2 separate regions of the Zea mays genome follow, and region 2 is linked to region 1. The links are chromatin contacts, called in public Hi-C maps. All regions are on one chromosome and are shown on one strand. The core of a region is the stretch at or near the end of the contact, and the rest is flanking DNA. Distances in the headings are between cores, read along the strand shown. Region 1 overlaps LOC103631819. Region 2 holds the start of LOC100284677.

The links. Hi-C and Micro-C count contacts between places; a contact is called where the count stands out from the background.
Region 2: a Hi-C map of ear shows a contact between it and region 1, with 1.7 times the contacts expected there. The contact joins the promoter of LOC100284677 here to the enhancer-like site in region 1. A contact is called at or near these places in 2 of 25 Hi-C or Micro-C datasets (ear and leaf).

Annotation. Positions count from the first base shown.
Region 1 is chr1:18,171,603-18,179,257 of Zm-B73-REFERENCE-NAM-5.0, reverse strand. It overlaps LOC103631819, which reads right to left. Exons shown (of 4, transcript XM_008653534.3): 2 at 7,241-7,655; 3 at 4,813-5,912; 4 at 3,736-4,724. The coding sequence ends at 3,797. It overlaps LOC542034 (MADS-box transcription factor 47), which reads left to right. Exons shown (of 9, transcript NM_001319773.1): 5 at 1,843-1,942; 6 at 2,060-2,101; 7 at 2,272-2,313; 8 at 2,430-2,581; 9 at 2,657-3,062. The coding sequence ends at 2,681. Among protein-coding and RNA genes, the nearest start is that of LOC103631819, 5.7 kb to the right of the region's middle. Within about 2 kb of position 3,082, at least 7 of the 20 cell types and tissues checked have an H3K27ac peak or open chromatin away from gene starts, as enhancers often do. A contact at or near this core is called in ear and leaf, where this site is marked.
Region 2 is chr1:18,324,417-18,332,071 of Zm-B73-REFERENCE-NAM-5.0, reverse strand. LOC100284677 reads right to left here and starts at 4,147. Exons shown (of 8, transcript NM_001413062.1): 1 at 4,004-4,147; 2 at 3,542-3,580; 3 at 2,915-3,133; 4 at 2,291-2,378. The coding sequence starts at 3,567.

The DNA of each region.
Region 1 (7,655 bases), core at 1,833-4,332:
GTGCTTGCCCTAGCTCGAGCTGGGGCCGGGGGCGGCTGTGTGGCTGGCGGCGCTGGAGGGCAGGGGAGGGGAGGGAAGAAACCCTAGCTGATACCATGTTAGATTAGAAGAATCAGATAATAGGGCCAACCCTAGAGAGGGTGGCTATATAGAGTACATGCATGGGCCACATGGGCATAGCCTCATGGGCCTAATCCATATACTTTAACAGAATTTCACGTTGTGGTTAAAAAATCATCTCGCATGTCCCACGTCAAAGCACATATCTAATTAAGTTCGGTCATGGTCGTTCTCATATGGGCTATGGTGCCGATGTGTATGTGTGGGGCAGGGGTTCGAGAGGTTTTCTCGACTTGTGTGAGGTCTTCTTAATATAATTTCCGGGGTTGTCAGAATTTCACGTTGTGGTTAAAAAATCATCTCGCATGTCCCACGTCAAAGCACATATCTAATTAAGTTCGGTCATGGTCGTTCTCATATGGGCTATGGTGCCGATGTGTATGTGTGGGGCAGGGGTTCGAGAGGTTTTCTCGACTTGTGTGAGGTCTTCTTAATATAATTTCCGGGGTTGTCTTAGGCTATCTCCAATAGCTTACCCACTATCGTATCTATATTCAAATTCTACTCTACAAACATTACAACCTGCAGTATAAAACAGTGCAAGACAGTGTTTTGGGTGGCCATATGCCCATATGGGTGAACTGATGGACACGGTCGTACCCATGCAGGTTGATTTTTTTAATCTGTAAATATATAGGAAAAAAATTCGAACACTAGTGGTTCCAATCGGTAGTAAGAAGTCCCTCGAGGGCGCCTATATGGCAGGCGTGGAACCCTACCATTTGAAGCCATCAACCGACACTGAAGGTCCTTTAGTACCGGGTCATGCAACCGGAACCAAGGATTAGCGCATTTAGGGGTTGTTTGGTTTCCTATCTAAGGCGCCACAATCTGCCTAAACTTAGTTGTTCGAATTGAAGAACTAACTTTAGGCAAAAAAGTTAGGCACATTGTGGCGCCTTAGTCAACAAACCAAACAAACTCAGAAATGTAGCTGATTTTCAATCGATACTAGCCCTTTTTTCAGTAGTGTGATAGAAGGTGGTCTTGTGGGTGTAAGGTGAAAGCCCTAGCCACATTTTGGTCGTTGCAGTAAAGCCGGTAAGGTGAAGGCCGGCATTGATATGAGGCCCCATTCCACTTACTTATGTAACTTAGGAGCAAACCTAGTTCGATTTTGTCATGTGATCAACAACGCCCATTATGGGTCATGTTCTTCTAAGAGGTATCATCTCGATATCTCTCTCTATCCTAAAACAGTTGATGCTAGATTTTTCGTAACACTTAACATTTGTCAAGTTTGACTAGATTTGTAGAAAATATTTAATAACATTTATATCTTTAAATAAGTTTGTTGTGAAAATAGATTTAAAGATCTATCTAATCTAATAATACTAATTTTGTATTATAAATATCTTTTATATATATTTGATCAAAATTAAAGCTGGGTTGACTCCTCGAAAGTGAACTACATCTTGCCGTTGCTGGCAGCTTAAGGTATGAGGTAATTGTTTGTTTCTTGGTTGTCGCTTGTGGAGCTGACTGCTGCCCTCTTGTTGTGGGCTCTTTAGATGTCGCTTAGTCGTCGCTGTGGTGCTACGAATGCTACTCTCTGGTTGTTATTGTTTGGTGTCGCTGTTGGTGTTTTTTGTGACTGCCCACTAGTTACGGACAATGTTGTTTGTTACTTGGTGATCCTCATGGAGCTACTCTCTGGTTATTGCTTGTGTGTTGTTCTCTGGGTATCAGCATGTTGCAGAAGTAACCGTTAATTGTCTACAGGCAGATGAGAGGAGAGGAGCTCCAGAGGCTGAGCGTCGAACAGCTGCAGGAGCTCGAGAAGACCCTCGAATCCGGCCTCGGCTCTGTACTCAAAACCAAGGTAGGTATGCCCTGCTGATATACTCATGAGTTGGTGACAGCATCAGACTGTATACAGTACAGTAATGATGCGTAGCATAACATAACCATCTCTTTTCTTGGGAAAAACAAATTGCAGAGCCAAAAAATCCTTGACGAGATCAGCGGTCTGGAAAGAAAGGCAAGCATCACTCCCTTTCCAAACTGCTCTAGTTAGTTTATCTCGAAAACAAACAAGATGCTGATGAAAGATGCAGCTGGACTCTTTCGCATTACGTTGTTCAGCCAGAAATCCCGTTTCCTGCCTTCTGAATTCTGACAGCGTCCGTCCTCACCTGTGTTGTTAAACAGAGAACGCAGCTGATCGAGGAGAACTCAAGGCTGAAGGAGCAAGTAAATCCCTGCTCTCTCTCCCCCACCTTCTGAATGAATGAAGGTTTCCATTCCGCTCTCCGTTTGTTTCGACCGACGTCTCGGAGGTTTAAGCCAACGGGGACCTGAAGCTGCAGGTGACACGGATGTCGAGGATGGAGACGCAGCTTGGCGCCGATCCAGAGTTCGTGTACGAGGAAGGGCAGTCGTCTGAATCCGTGACGAACACGTCCTATCCGCGCCCGTCCACCGACACCGACGACTGCTCCGACACATCGCTCAGGCTCGGGTGAGTTGGGGGGAAATTCCATGTAAAACATGCTGGCGGCTCGTGAGTAATGAACCTGCATGCTATTTACTATAGGCTACCACTCTTCAGCTCCAAGTGACGGAGATTTGACATGTCCGGTAGCGGAGCGGTGCCGATTGCTTGCCCTTCTCCACTCTAGATAGGTCTGGATTGGGGGAGAGCAAGCACTGCTGGATCGGGAAGACCCAAGTGACCAACGCGTCGCATCAGAATAAGGCATTTTGAGTGCTGTATGATGTGTGTATTCTGGCTCTGAAAGTGAGACCTGCTTTTGTTATAATACATACATACAGGCAGCATGGCAATACGTGACGGGGTATCCGCTGCCTGCAGTCCGTGACCTGTCTGTCGTCTCTGTTTCTAGTACCCGTATAATCACCCTGCAATTACCTGCAGCTGGTCATCGTTAGGAGAAACTCCAGTCCATGCAAATGAACTCCCAGCACTTGTGCTCTTCGCGATGCCACGTCGTTCTTTGCAGTAGGAACTTCGATGCGAATGTAGCAATAGCATACGGAGCAGCAATGGAGGCTAAAACTGAAGATGCTCCAAGATAAAGAGGGCGTTCTTGGCGTCCACGGGGGAGAGACTTTAATGGTGATGTAGGTTCAAGCCAAAGGATGGCTTGTTCTAGTTTAAAATATGTTTGATCTATTTTTAAAGGAACTATTGGAAAAGGAGTTAAAATTTTATCCACGATTTTTTTTGAAATGCTACTAAAAACTGGTTATTAGGAGTCATTTTTTGGGACCTCTTAGAGATCCTTTTAGGCTTTTAACGAACGAGGCACCCACTAGCATGCATCAAGCACCTCTCCTGCTTTATACAGGAACATAATTGCCCTCATGTCTGCAGATGATAGCGAGATGAGACATGATGACACTTTAGAATCTTTTAGGCTGAAAAGCCTAATCATGTGTGGTCGGTTCCGTTCTTTGAATCGCGTTCACCTGAAGCAAAATGTAATCAGACCTTTGGTTTCTCGACGTTGCAATCAGATCTTTACTGCTCAATTCACACCGTTTAATTCAGTGCAGTTTTAACGTGCTTCACTTTATTCAGCTTTTATATAATTTTTTTTTACATGTGCGCCGTCAGCCTGCCTCGTGTTAGGATAGGATGCACGGTTAGTAGAAACGGAGCGCGCATGAATGCATGCAAGACGCAGGGTCAAATTATTTTAAGCTTTCAGGGTCATTTTATTCCGTAACCAGATGCTACATGAGACGGCGGCGAACCGCGGCCGCGAGACATGGGCGGCGGTGCAGATGATGATGGCTTCATCATGAGGGTCTGGGGCTCTCTAGCAAACAAGCTATAGGAGGCGCCTTCAGAAGCGTCAGGCATCTTGCGTGGCGCGGCCTCCCTTGCGACCACCAGCAGGTTTCCTGGGAAATGGTCTCCCCATATGTCGTAGGTGAACTCTTTCTTCGGGGAAGGCGCAGCCGCAGCCGCAGCAGCACCCACGTCTCTCTTCACAGCCTTGTCTTTCACCAGATTGGAGCCAGGAGCACGAGACTGTGGAGCTGTCGGTGAAGACGTGGGGGCCAATGACGGAGAGCGCCATGCGACGGGGGCGGTCACTGCAGGGCTTGGAGGTGGTGATGTGATTCCTGGTGAGGCTGAACGAGAGCGAGGCTGCTCCTTAGCGACTTGCGACCAAGTTTTCTTCTTCTCATGATTAGCGCGAGTTGGTGATGCCGTTGCCTCGACATCGAATCTGCTCTCGACTTTGTTTTCATGCTTCGGCTCTGATGGCGCCCCAGAAAAAGACCAGCCATGTTTCGGGGTTGAGCTCTGCGACAATGGCGAAGACGGTGTTGAGTTCCCGCTGTGGCTGCTAGAAACCTCAAACTTCCCTGCCAGTCCTGCACCAACTTTCCGCTTCCTTCGTTTCCCTTTGTCTCGAGCAATCCTGATCGTGAGGTTTTCACTGGTCTGCGGAGCTTCTCTTGAGGCCTTATCTTCCACTGGATTACCTCGGGACACGGATACCGTCGAAGTTGTGTGCAGTTGTTCATCAGGTTTATTCTTGTCATCTGCTCTCTTTGAGCTATCAACAACACTGGCAGGGTACTTCTCAGCAACAGCTTCTTCAGTTCTTTTGTGTTCCTTATTTGTCCTGTGCACAAACCACAAATGATCAAACTCAAATAAATGTCAAATTGGAATGGACTTGGGAAAAGGTAGAGGAACTGGTCAAAACTAACCTGGACTTTTTGCTGCTTTGGTTAAGGAAAAGGGTCTTGTTAATGGTACTTTTCTTGTTCTCCTCGAAAATGGCACTTTTTTTGTCATCAATCTTGATATAGTCTTGAGAGCCCACTGTCAAAGAATCTGGGGCATAACGGACAAAGACCAGAATAAGCAGTGCTAAAGCTCCAAACAAGATTACCAACAGCTTCCAGTGGGCAGATCTGAGATAAGATTTTCTGCACTGGTTAAGCATGCAGACCGGAATTGTTGCAGTCATAGGGATCGGAAAGATGCCAGTAGTCATGACCAACTCAAGATCTCTCTGAACCATAGCTGAAGAGAAGTCAGCTTGAAAAGAAATGAGCATTCTTATTGATTCACTCGGTGCTAAGCTAAATCCTTTGCAGTTGTCCACGGTAAATCCATCCACACCACAATCAGCTCCTGAAACTTTAACCTTTGTCACTTGTAGAGGAAGGTCACCGCTGTTTTTAACATGTATCTCTTTGGTTAGCTGTTGACTGCACAAAGAGCTTGGGATCTCTTGTTTGGTCATCGTTGATTTATTATGAACATTGGACCCAAGGCTGAACTCTAGCTTCCAAGCAGGCTCAGATTCCTCTAGAAGGACAATAGATTGTCGCCCACCATATGCCCGGAGAGGCAGCATCTCCACACCCGACAGGTTGTTTCTGATCAAAACCATGCTTGACCACATACAGTGATTCGAGGGACGGAAGACAATAGGACCAAGCAAAGCAGTCTCTGAAGGATCGACATAGGCCTCGGTGATTGCTGCATCACCTAACGAGAAACCAAATCTAGTCTCAGTTGAGTTAACCTCTGGAGATTTGCTTGAGAATGTGAGTTCACATACATCAGTTACAGTTTTGCATTGGTCAATGATCTCCTCGGAGTTCACTATCAGCTGCATGGCTGCACGCTCCAGGCTTGGGTTATGGACTTTTATCCATTTAGAAAACTGTGAACCAATTTGCACAACGGGAAACATCATTTCATGATCCATAAGAACAGAAATCCCATCACTTGTTCCATGAGATTTCCATTGTTTAAGCATTCTATCATCAGCTTTGACTGCTTTCCTGACCATTGGCTGCAAATAATTTTATGAGATTACATCAGCAGATTTACAAGCAAAGGGTATAGAATGATGTATACCCAACTGAAATAAGCAATTAAACAGCTGCCAGCACTTCAGCACAAGGATGACAAAAAAATGAAGACAATTGGAAGATAAAGTTCGATTTCGAACAGCGAGATAACATGAATTAAATTACTAAGGTACTCTGTTTATATACAGCTATAGGGATCAATCTCAAGGCCAAAGTAATCTGTTACTAGTAGCAGGATAAAAAAAGAACTTAAAAACATTTTCACTAAAAACATCGGGCCATTTTAGAGATAACTGATAAGAGACAGGTTGTGCTTGCTTAAGCTGTGGCTTCTGAAAAAGTTGTTGTGACCTGTATGCTATGAAAACGCAGTTGTGGCTGTGGGCTATGGAAAAGCGGTTGTGGGTTAAGGACTGCGAAAGCTAAAAGTTGTTTGGTTCAACAGTTGTGACTTTTGAAAAAATTGCTATCAGCTTCTCAGTGACAAGCAGACCCAGTCCATCAGCCTCATCTTCTTACTCTAGATAGATCCTCGGTCGAGGTCGCACTCACACGCTTGCCCTCGTGACAGCCGAGGTCCCGCGCGGTGGCCAGGTCATGCCCGTCGTTGGGGCAGGGGCCGGAGCCATGCATGCTCAAGGGGATGGCCTTGCCCGGGGAGATTAAAGAGGGACAGGTCGCTAGAGACGAGCGCCGGATAGGAAGGAGCACCGCCATAGGCTAGAGATGTCGCATGGGACGGGAAAGGAGTCGTGGTGGCCAGAGACGAGAAATAAGAAGAAAAATGGGTCGATATCGTCATAACCAGTGTCAGGTGGGTAATTTTTTTAATGTTGCCCACCTTCACAGTAGGCAAAAGTAGGGTGAGCTGCTTTCAGTTTTGTACTAAATTAAATGCAGCTTATGGGCCAAAGCAGTTGTTATTTTTCACCTCTTTGGTTGTTTTTTGGCTTTTGCAAAAATCAAAAGCAGGTTCAAAAGCTAGCCTCAAACTCAGGGCTAGTTATTCAACATATTCTAGCCAATAATCGATATACAGCAAGGAGCAAGCTCCGGATGAGTAAGCCTAGCATACCAATTACTTGCATTTAAGCATAAACTCGACACCATGCAGTTTCATGCTACAGGATGAAGGAATCACAGGCAAACAGAAGCTACATGAGATGGATTATGTGGGATTGAAATGAAAGAGAAAAAAGAACAATACAGTGACCTAGGTATAGCTACTCCATATCAAACAGCATAAGGTAGCATTGTAACCAATGAGGGTTCTATTTCTTGGTGAAATAAAAAGTGTAAGGAGGAATACCTTCACATGATGCGAGTGTTTTACTTGCAGCATGCTGCCCAATGTTCTTGTTCTTGCATTAGCAGAGATATCTTCCTCATATACTTGTCTGGCAAACGGTCCAACGGATTCAGATGCGCGCACTAAATCTTTGCATGGTATTATGATTGAACTACCAAGGGTACTATTTGTTTCTACAACTATATTGCAGCTGTCAGATGAAATGTCCTCTGTAACTGAAGAAGTATATCTTACTAAAGCTATATCTGTTACAGTATCAGGGTAGAGTATTAATCCATTCAGGTATTTAACCTGAAAAATCATTGGGCCCTTTATGGCATGCTCAGTAATATCTATAATCCTCAGTAACTTTGGTCCATCATTCCGTAAGGAAAGCGAAAAGATCGGCCCAGTTTCATCACAAGTCCATACATGC
Region 2 (7,655 bases), core at 2,898-5,397, 150 kb before region 1:
TTGGTTTGTAGGATTTCAAAGAATTCCAGATTCCAGAAGAAAGCAATTCCTATGTTTTGTTGACGTCAGGTGTCGTCTAAATTGGAGCGATGTATCTCACCGTTCTTTAAGAAAAAACTTGCTTCCCTTCGCAGAATGCAGAAACAAAAAAACATCTGGTCCGACCCAAAAAGTTTTCACGGATGCCCAAGGTGACATGCCCGTGAAAGAGAAAACAGAGATAAAGGAAGCTCAAAGAAACAATTGTGTCTTTTCCACCAGCACCGAAGCAAGATTTGCACCGCTGCAATGACACCGCATAGCCTATCTCGAGTTCTCTTTTTCCAGCTTCAATGCGGATCAAGTGCCTAAGCGAGTGTAAAATGGACCTTCTCAAATGGAACGACGTTGAGGACCTGCCCTTGCCAGTTAGAAGTCAGTGGTGGATTGTATTATGAATAACATTCATAATCAATATGAGGGCACTAGGCCAACCACCGTAAACAAGTTATTTCTGCCAACACAAGAGCCATATCACTCAACTCGGCCGTTGTACTCGAACGAGAAACTTATGTCTCCTTAGTATTCCAAGCAATAAGAGAGCCACCCATTGTTTTCAGATCGTCCGACTAATCGCGATTAGTCGGGCTGATCGGTACTCTTAGCTCGATCAAGGTGTTCGATTCGATCAGGTAAGCTGATTATCCATATCGTCCGATTAGTCGACGATATGGAACAATTAATTGTCTGGTTAGCGATCAGTTGCGATAATTAATCAGGGTCAGAGTAGTCCAACAGTCTGTTTGAATGGCCCATAATTAATATAGCTAGCCCCCCTAGATCCCCCCGTCTCTTCGTCTTCCCTGGAATACCTGCAGACAGTTACATGTACCTGGAGGCCAGGAGCCCAGGACAACTGCTTTTCTTCTAGGATTGGTGGCTCCCTTCACCCTTCTCTCTCCCTCCAACACCCTTCTCTCTACACTGGCGGCGCAGACACACAGGGACTGGAGATGAGCACCTCGTCTGAAGGTATATGTCTGAAGTCTCCCAATCTTTTCTCATTTTGTTGTTCGGTTTAGACTTCAGTTCAGAGTTTCAGACTTCAGAGCTCCTGTCTTGACACTCGATTTGACGTCGCAGATATGCATGGTGGTGACAGACTTGTTGCTGGTGTTGTACTGCTGTTTTGGACTATTCATACTGTTGTTTTGGACTATTCATACTGCTACCTTGTCTACACTCTATACTTGTGCTTGTCTTGAGCAAGTCTCTATACTATATATATATATATATATATATATATATATATATATATATATATATATATATATATATATATATATATATATATATATATATATATATATATATATATATATATATATATATATATATGTCCTAGAAATACACAGGACGACCAGGTGGACGATTAGAGTCGATCAGGAGCGACTAATCGCCCTGATCGTCGCCTAATTGCGACTAATCAGTTGATCGCCCAGTGGCATTGATCAGACGATCTGAAAACAATGGAGCCACCAAGAAAAACACAAAATGCAGAAAGAGATCGACGATCAGAGGGATCACTAGCACAAGTAGCACCACAGTAGGCCTGGAGCTGTAAAGAACTTGTGCTTGGAAAGAACAAAGAACACATAGTCCCACAAAGATAACATAGCGAAGCAAGTGACTATAGTAGAGCTAAGTGGGGCCAAAATAAACTGACTAAGATATTCACAGAATAAGAAATATTAGGACAAGTGACACCAATATAAACAAGACTCCCGACTATGTGACGATACCGGGTAGGATCAACAAGAGGCTCACCATCAGTGGCACAAAGATGAACATTGAGCTCCATGGGAGTCTAAGAGAATAACGATCAAGAAAACCCTAAATGTACTTGAGACAAATAGAAGCCCTCAAACGTGGAGACCTCAATCCCAAGAAAATAACAAAAAGAGCCAAGATTAGATATAAGAAACTCAGACATGCCTTCACAAAGGCAATATACTGAGGGTTATATCATCAATAAAAAGAAGAGTCTGTCCACAAGTTGATGTGTGCACAATAAGAACAAGATCATCAGCACTGACAGAAAAACCAACATCAATAATCATAGGAAAAAACACTAAAACTCTGTTTTGCCACTACACCCATTTCCTATTCCTATAGTTTTTTCCTTTCCTGTGTTTTTCATTCCATTCTAAACAGGCCATAAAAATGTGGGTTATGTTGCGGAAAGGACTTTAGCATCCTCTGGTGAACTCAGCATCACAAATATAAAAAGTGGTCGTGCAACAGAGCTTACATTGTTCTGGGTTTTCACTTGATCAAGTGAGTTAAAGAATGCATTATATGCCTCTCTGTCTTTCAATAGCCTTTGTAACTCCTCAATACTGCATAAAAAATATTAAAATAGCATGATATAACAAGGTTGTCAACTCCAGCCAAATGATGCATCATCCGGAAAATTAATATTGTGCAAATACATATGCTGTCAACAAAGAGAATTAGCAAACACAGCACAAAGAATCAGCCATGCATAAATGGTCAATCCAAAATTATACAACATTTATCAACTAGTTCTCCAACCTACACCAAATGCCATTTTCTAGATGACCAGATCATCTATACTTTTATTACCCTTACAATCACCCTACAAGCCGTTCACAGATATGAGATGCCAATCCATAACATAATGGTTGCCCTAGTATAGTGTTAAGGTATCCAAATTAGAGAAGTCGTATGTTATAGATCTGGAGACAGTTTTGGTAAATGTCCCAGTTTGGGGATAACCCTAAGAGCATGCGCTTCATAGTAAAGGATGAGAAAGTATTTCAATGCAACATAATAAATATGTGATAGAGGAGACAATCTTGTATGCAAGAAAGCCAGAGATAAATCACTAGAGGGAATAAGACTGTGTGCTAACCTCTTATCCTTCAAACGGGCAATTATCCCTGCAGCCTCAGCAGGAGATGGTTGCCCACGGGATGAAGACTGCGGACTATCTGAAGCTCTTTGGTGTAGACTAGCACTAGAAGAGGTAGGGGTGGATGGACGTGAAGAGGAACCTACCACCGAGGGAGGGTACCAAGACTGCGTAGGGATGTCCTGGAAACTTGGATCTGCTTGCTGCTGCTGAGAGCTGCTATGAGCGCATTCAGCAGAGCCAATAGCAATAACCAAGAGAGCAAAATTTTCAGAACTTCTGAGGCATAATTTCTTATATGGCATCCTTAAACATTCAGTATAACTGTTAAGATGCATCCACAGGAAAATGACACATAGAAATTAGGTACAATTCTCTTATATTGACCAAAGAACTTTTGGACTGTGAGGGTGTACAAGGAGAAAAAAACTAAAACTAAGCACCATGGTCTTGTGATTGCACAACTTATTTGAAGTAGAAGGTTCCAAAGAAAACATGTACCAAATGCATATAGGAAATCAGGAATAGGTAAAGCCTAACTAATTTAAGCAGATAGATGAGATGCCAGGGCTTATAAAACATAGATAGTGACAACAGCCTAGATTGATTTCAATAATATCACCATACCCGAAGAGAGGAAATCTCCAGCTCATCTTATAGAGAAATCTGTATAGACAGAAAAAAGGTTAGAGATGTCAATTGATAAACTGATTGGTGATGTAATATGAGATGCTTGAACCCTTCTTATTCGTGAAAATCAAATTGACGACCAAGTAAATTTTGATTCCCATTCCTCGTGCGCATGCCCACACCAAACACCACCCCCATGAACAGCAGAGCAAAGTTGCCAGGGTCCACAACAGTGCACGTCACGGAGGCGAGCAGCAGGTGGCCAGACCTATACAGATTCACCAAGGAGATTGAGGTGGCCGTCAACTACGGAGCTCACTGCTCCATAGCCTCGGATCCAACCGCGCGACAGTCGCAGCCCCACCCGAGCCAGTCCCTGTGCGCGTCGGCATCGGTACAGCACATAGGGAAGAGGGCGAGGAAGATGGGAGATGGATGAGGGCGAGGTAGAGGACTCACTTGAGCTGCTTCGGTGGCGGAGCGACGCGACGGTCTTCGGTGGAGATGGAGTGGGGATCGAAGTATCGAACCCTAGCTGTGGCCTTTCCGATGGTGAAGCGTCTGAACTGAGAGAAAGCTACGTTTACGCGGATTGCAATTAGGTTGAAATGGTCAAAAATGATTCAATTCACGCAACGTTTCAATCCTTGAATTAAATTCTATTCTAATAAACAATTTAGGCCATATCAATTAAGTTAATTTAATTTTATATAAAATATATTTGTATATTATTATTAGCAAGATATCGAAAAATTTATGTATTATATTTTTATTATAGAGAAGTGAGGGGAAGGGTGTTCTATAAGTTATAGAGTGGAAACAAATTGTACTGATATATAAAATCATTTCTCATCCTCTACCTTATGAATTCTGGAAAGTGGTGGAATGATAAATTCTAAGCTAAATAAGTTATTTTATTAAGTAAATTTCAATTCCTTCAAAATGAATAGATCCAAACGTTCTGCCATGCTAATTCTTGGGAGCCAAACCAATTCTTAGAAAATGATTTAATTTAGGCCAATTTTGGGGAACCAAACAGCCTGTGATGCTATTTGGAAGATTCCCTAGGGAGTCACACTAGACAGATTCAGACATTTTCATAAATAATGATAGCTTGCAGATAATTATCCCATTATTTTGCAGAGAAGATTCTAGCTTACACATAGATTCAGATTGTTTCAACTTACAGTTTCAGACAATTATTCTAGAAATAATCTAGTTTATCACATATTAAGACTTTTGCTTTACAATCCAGTTGGCATAAAAAGCAGCAGTTGTTGCTACTAACATAATGCATCTTAATAGAGCTAATTTAATTCGAGTAGCACCAAATGCCAACCAAGCTAATAATAAAAAATAGTGTCTGGGGAGAAAAAAATACATTGCATAAGCTTATCACACATGCATTGTAGCTCCATTTTTCTTCTCAAATTATGCATTACTTCCACCAAGAACTCTACAAGTAAGCATAAGAAAAAACATTAGCAGCTAATATAAATTGGATAAACTGGAAAAACATTGGCGCAATGTAGTATAAACACTAGCACTACATCACCATGCTTTATTTTCAACTTATGACTTATATTGAACCACATGTAATTTAGCTACATGCAATTTGCATAGATAGGCAGACAATCAACAAATCACTAGATATGGGTTTAGCATACTTCTACCTAATAACCCTAACCGTTCGGCGCCCTGACTGTAGGAACCAGATAGATTTGAAGTCATAGATCGACACAGTCAAAGTCTGTAATAATGCTTAATTTAGTATCTTAGTCTTAGTTTGCTTATCATATGTTTTGATGCTTGTCGTGATGAACTCGTAATGAAGTTGGATCTTTGTAATGATTGTCACCAAGGTGTAGGAACCCCTGCCACTTGGTATAGTTATTAATAAAGTTAGTTATTTAGTTGGGCAACCCATTTATTTTCATTTTCCTCTTTATCTGAAAAGTTGTGTTGGCTGTGTTGAGAGTTAATGAAGATGATCAATTGTTCAGTGTTATGAATATTTCTATATACCTTTGCTTATGCTGAAAGACTGCAGAGTCAGATCCGATGTGTGTATGCTTTATACAAATGTTTGAAAACAGGCGCAGAGGTGGAAGACGTGCTCGGCAGGAGCAGCATGCACCCCAGGAGGAGGCACCTCAGCAACAGTTGCCACCACCACCCCCGATGATCGTTGCGCAGATGTTCCTGATGCAAATCCAAGCAGTCCAAGCAATTTCCCAAACTTTAGCAGCAATGCAGCAGGTGTAGCAGCAGCAACCCCATCAACCTCATATGTAAGTTCAAATGCCACAGATGTCTAGAGACAAGCGGGTGGAGTTCATGAGGGGTCATCCCCTATCTTTTGCCCATTCTGATGACCCCATGGACGCTGAAGATTAGCTGCGTACCGTAGGACGTGAGTTGCACACTGCTCAGTGCAACGATCGTGAGAAGGTTCTGTATGATCCCCACTTGCTAAGGGGAGCAGCATAGTCTTGGTGGGAGTCCTACCTTGCCACCCATGCAGACCCTGAAGCCATCACCTGGGAGGAGTTCAGGGACTATTTACGTCGTTATCATGTGCCTGAAGGATTAATGATCGTGAGGAAGGAGGAATTTCTAGCGTTGAAGCAAGGCCCCCTATCTGTCAGTGAGTATAGGGACAAGTTTCTGCAGTTGTCACGCTATGAACCCGAAGATGTCAACATAAATGCTAAGAGATAGTACCGTTTTCTGAGAGGTTTGGTTGACCCCTTCACTACCAGCTAATGAACCACACTTTCCCTACCTTCTAGCATTTGATCGACAGAGCAATCATGACCGAAAGGAAGCACCGGGAGATGGAGGACAAGAAATGCAAGATTGGTGGATCTCAGGCCGGGAGTAGCAACCATCTCCGTTGCTCAAGCAACCCACCTCAGCAGTTCAAGAAAGGTCACCCTCAAGGACACGAGCGTGAGCACCAGCAACAGTATCAGAGGCAGTCCCCTCAGCAGAAGCAGCAGTATCACCAGAACAATTAGGCACTTTGCCTTCCTGCCCCAGCAACCACCCAGAACAACCAAGCAGGTCTAGCACAAGGAGGAGGTCGTGGATGTTTCCATTGTGGGGAACAAGGCCACTGCGCGATTCATTGCCCAAAGAAAGCGGCTCAGCAGCAGTCAGCTCCCAATGCCCCTGCAAGACAGAATGCACATCAACAAGTAGGCAACAACCGTGGGCAACCTCGTGCCCGGTACGGAAAGGTGAACCACCTAGATGCCGACACAGTCCAGGAGACCCCAGGAGTTGCACTAGGTACATTATCAGTCGAATCCCACTCTGCAAATATGTTATTTGATATTGTAGCAACACATTCTTTTGTGATTGCATCATGGGTAGAAACACACAATATACCAGTAACACCCATGTATCCACCTATGAGGGTTAGTTCAATTGGTGGGAGGACCCAAATAGATAAATTTTGCCCTGTGAAAGAGTTCAAATAAGGGGGATAGAGTTCCCCGCTGACCGGATAGTAATGGGTACCCGAGATGTAACCAAAGATGTCATCCTAGGGATGAATTGGCTAACCAAATATCGAGCAAGCCTTAGCTGTGACGAGAGGACTGTTAAGTTAGTGTCCTTATCAGGAGAGGAAGTGTTAGTGGAGTTGGTCTTATCTGGACCAAGGAAAGGAAGCTATCACCATATCACCACCCATATTGAGGAAATCGAGCCATCAGAAGCTATCACAGTAGTATCAGAATTCCCGGATGTGTTTCTAGAGGATTTACTAGGCATGCCACCTGAAAGAAAAGTTGAATTTGCCATAGAGCTTATACCTGGCACAACCCCTATTTCCAAGAGAGCCTATCGAGTGTCCGGACCAGAATTGGTGGAACTTAAGAAGCAGATTGATGAGTTGTTAGAGAAAGACTACATCAGACCAAGTACCTCACCTTGGGCTGCCCCAGTGTTATTTGTGGAGAAGAAAGATGCGACAAAAAGAATGTGCATTGATTACAGATCTTTGAATGAAGTCGCTATCAAGAACAAGTACCCCCTAGCTGCCCAGAATTGAAGATCTGTTCGATCAGTTGAGAGGAGCCAGTGTGTTCTCGAAGATATATCT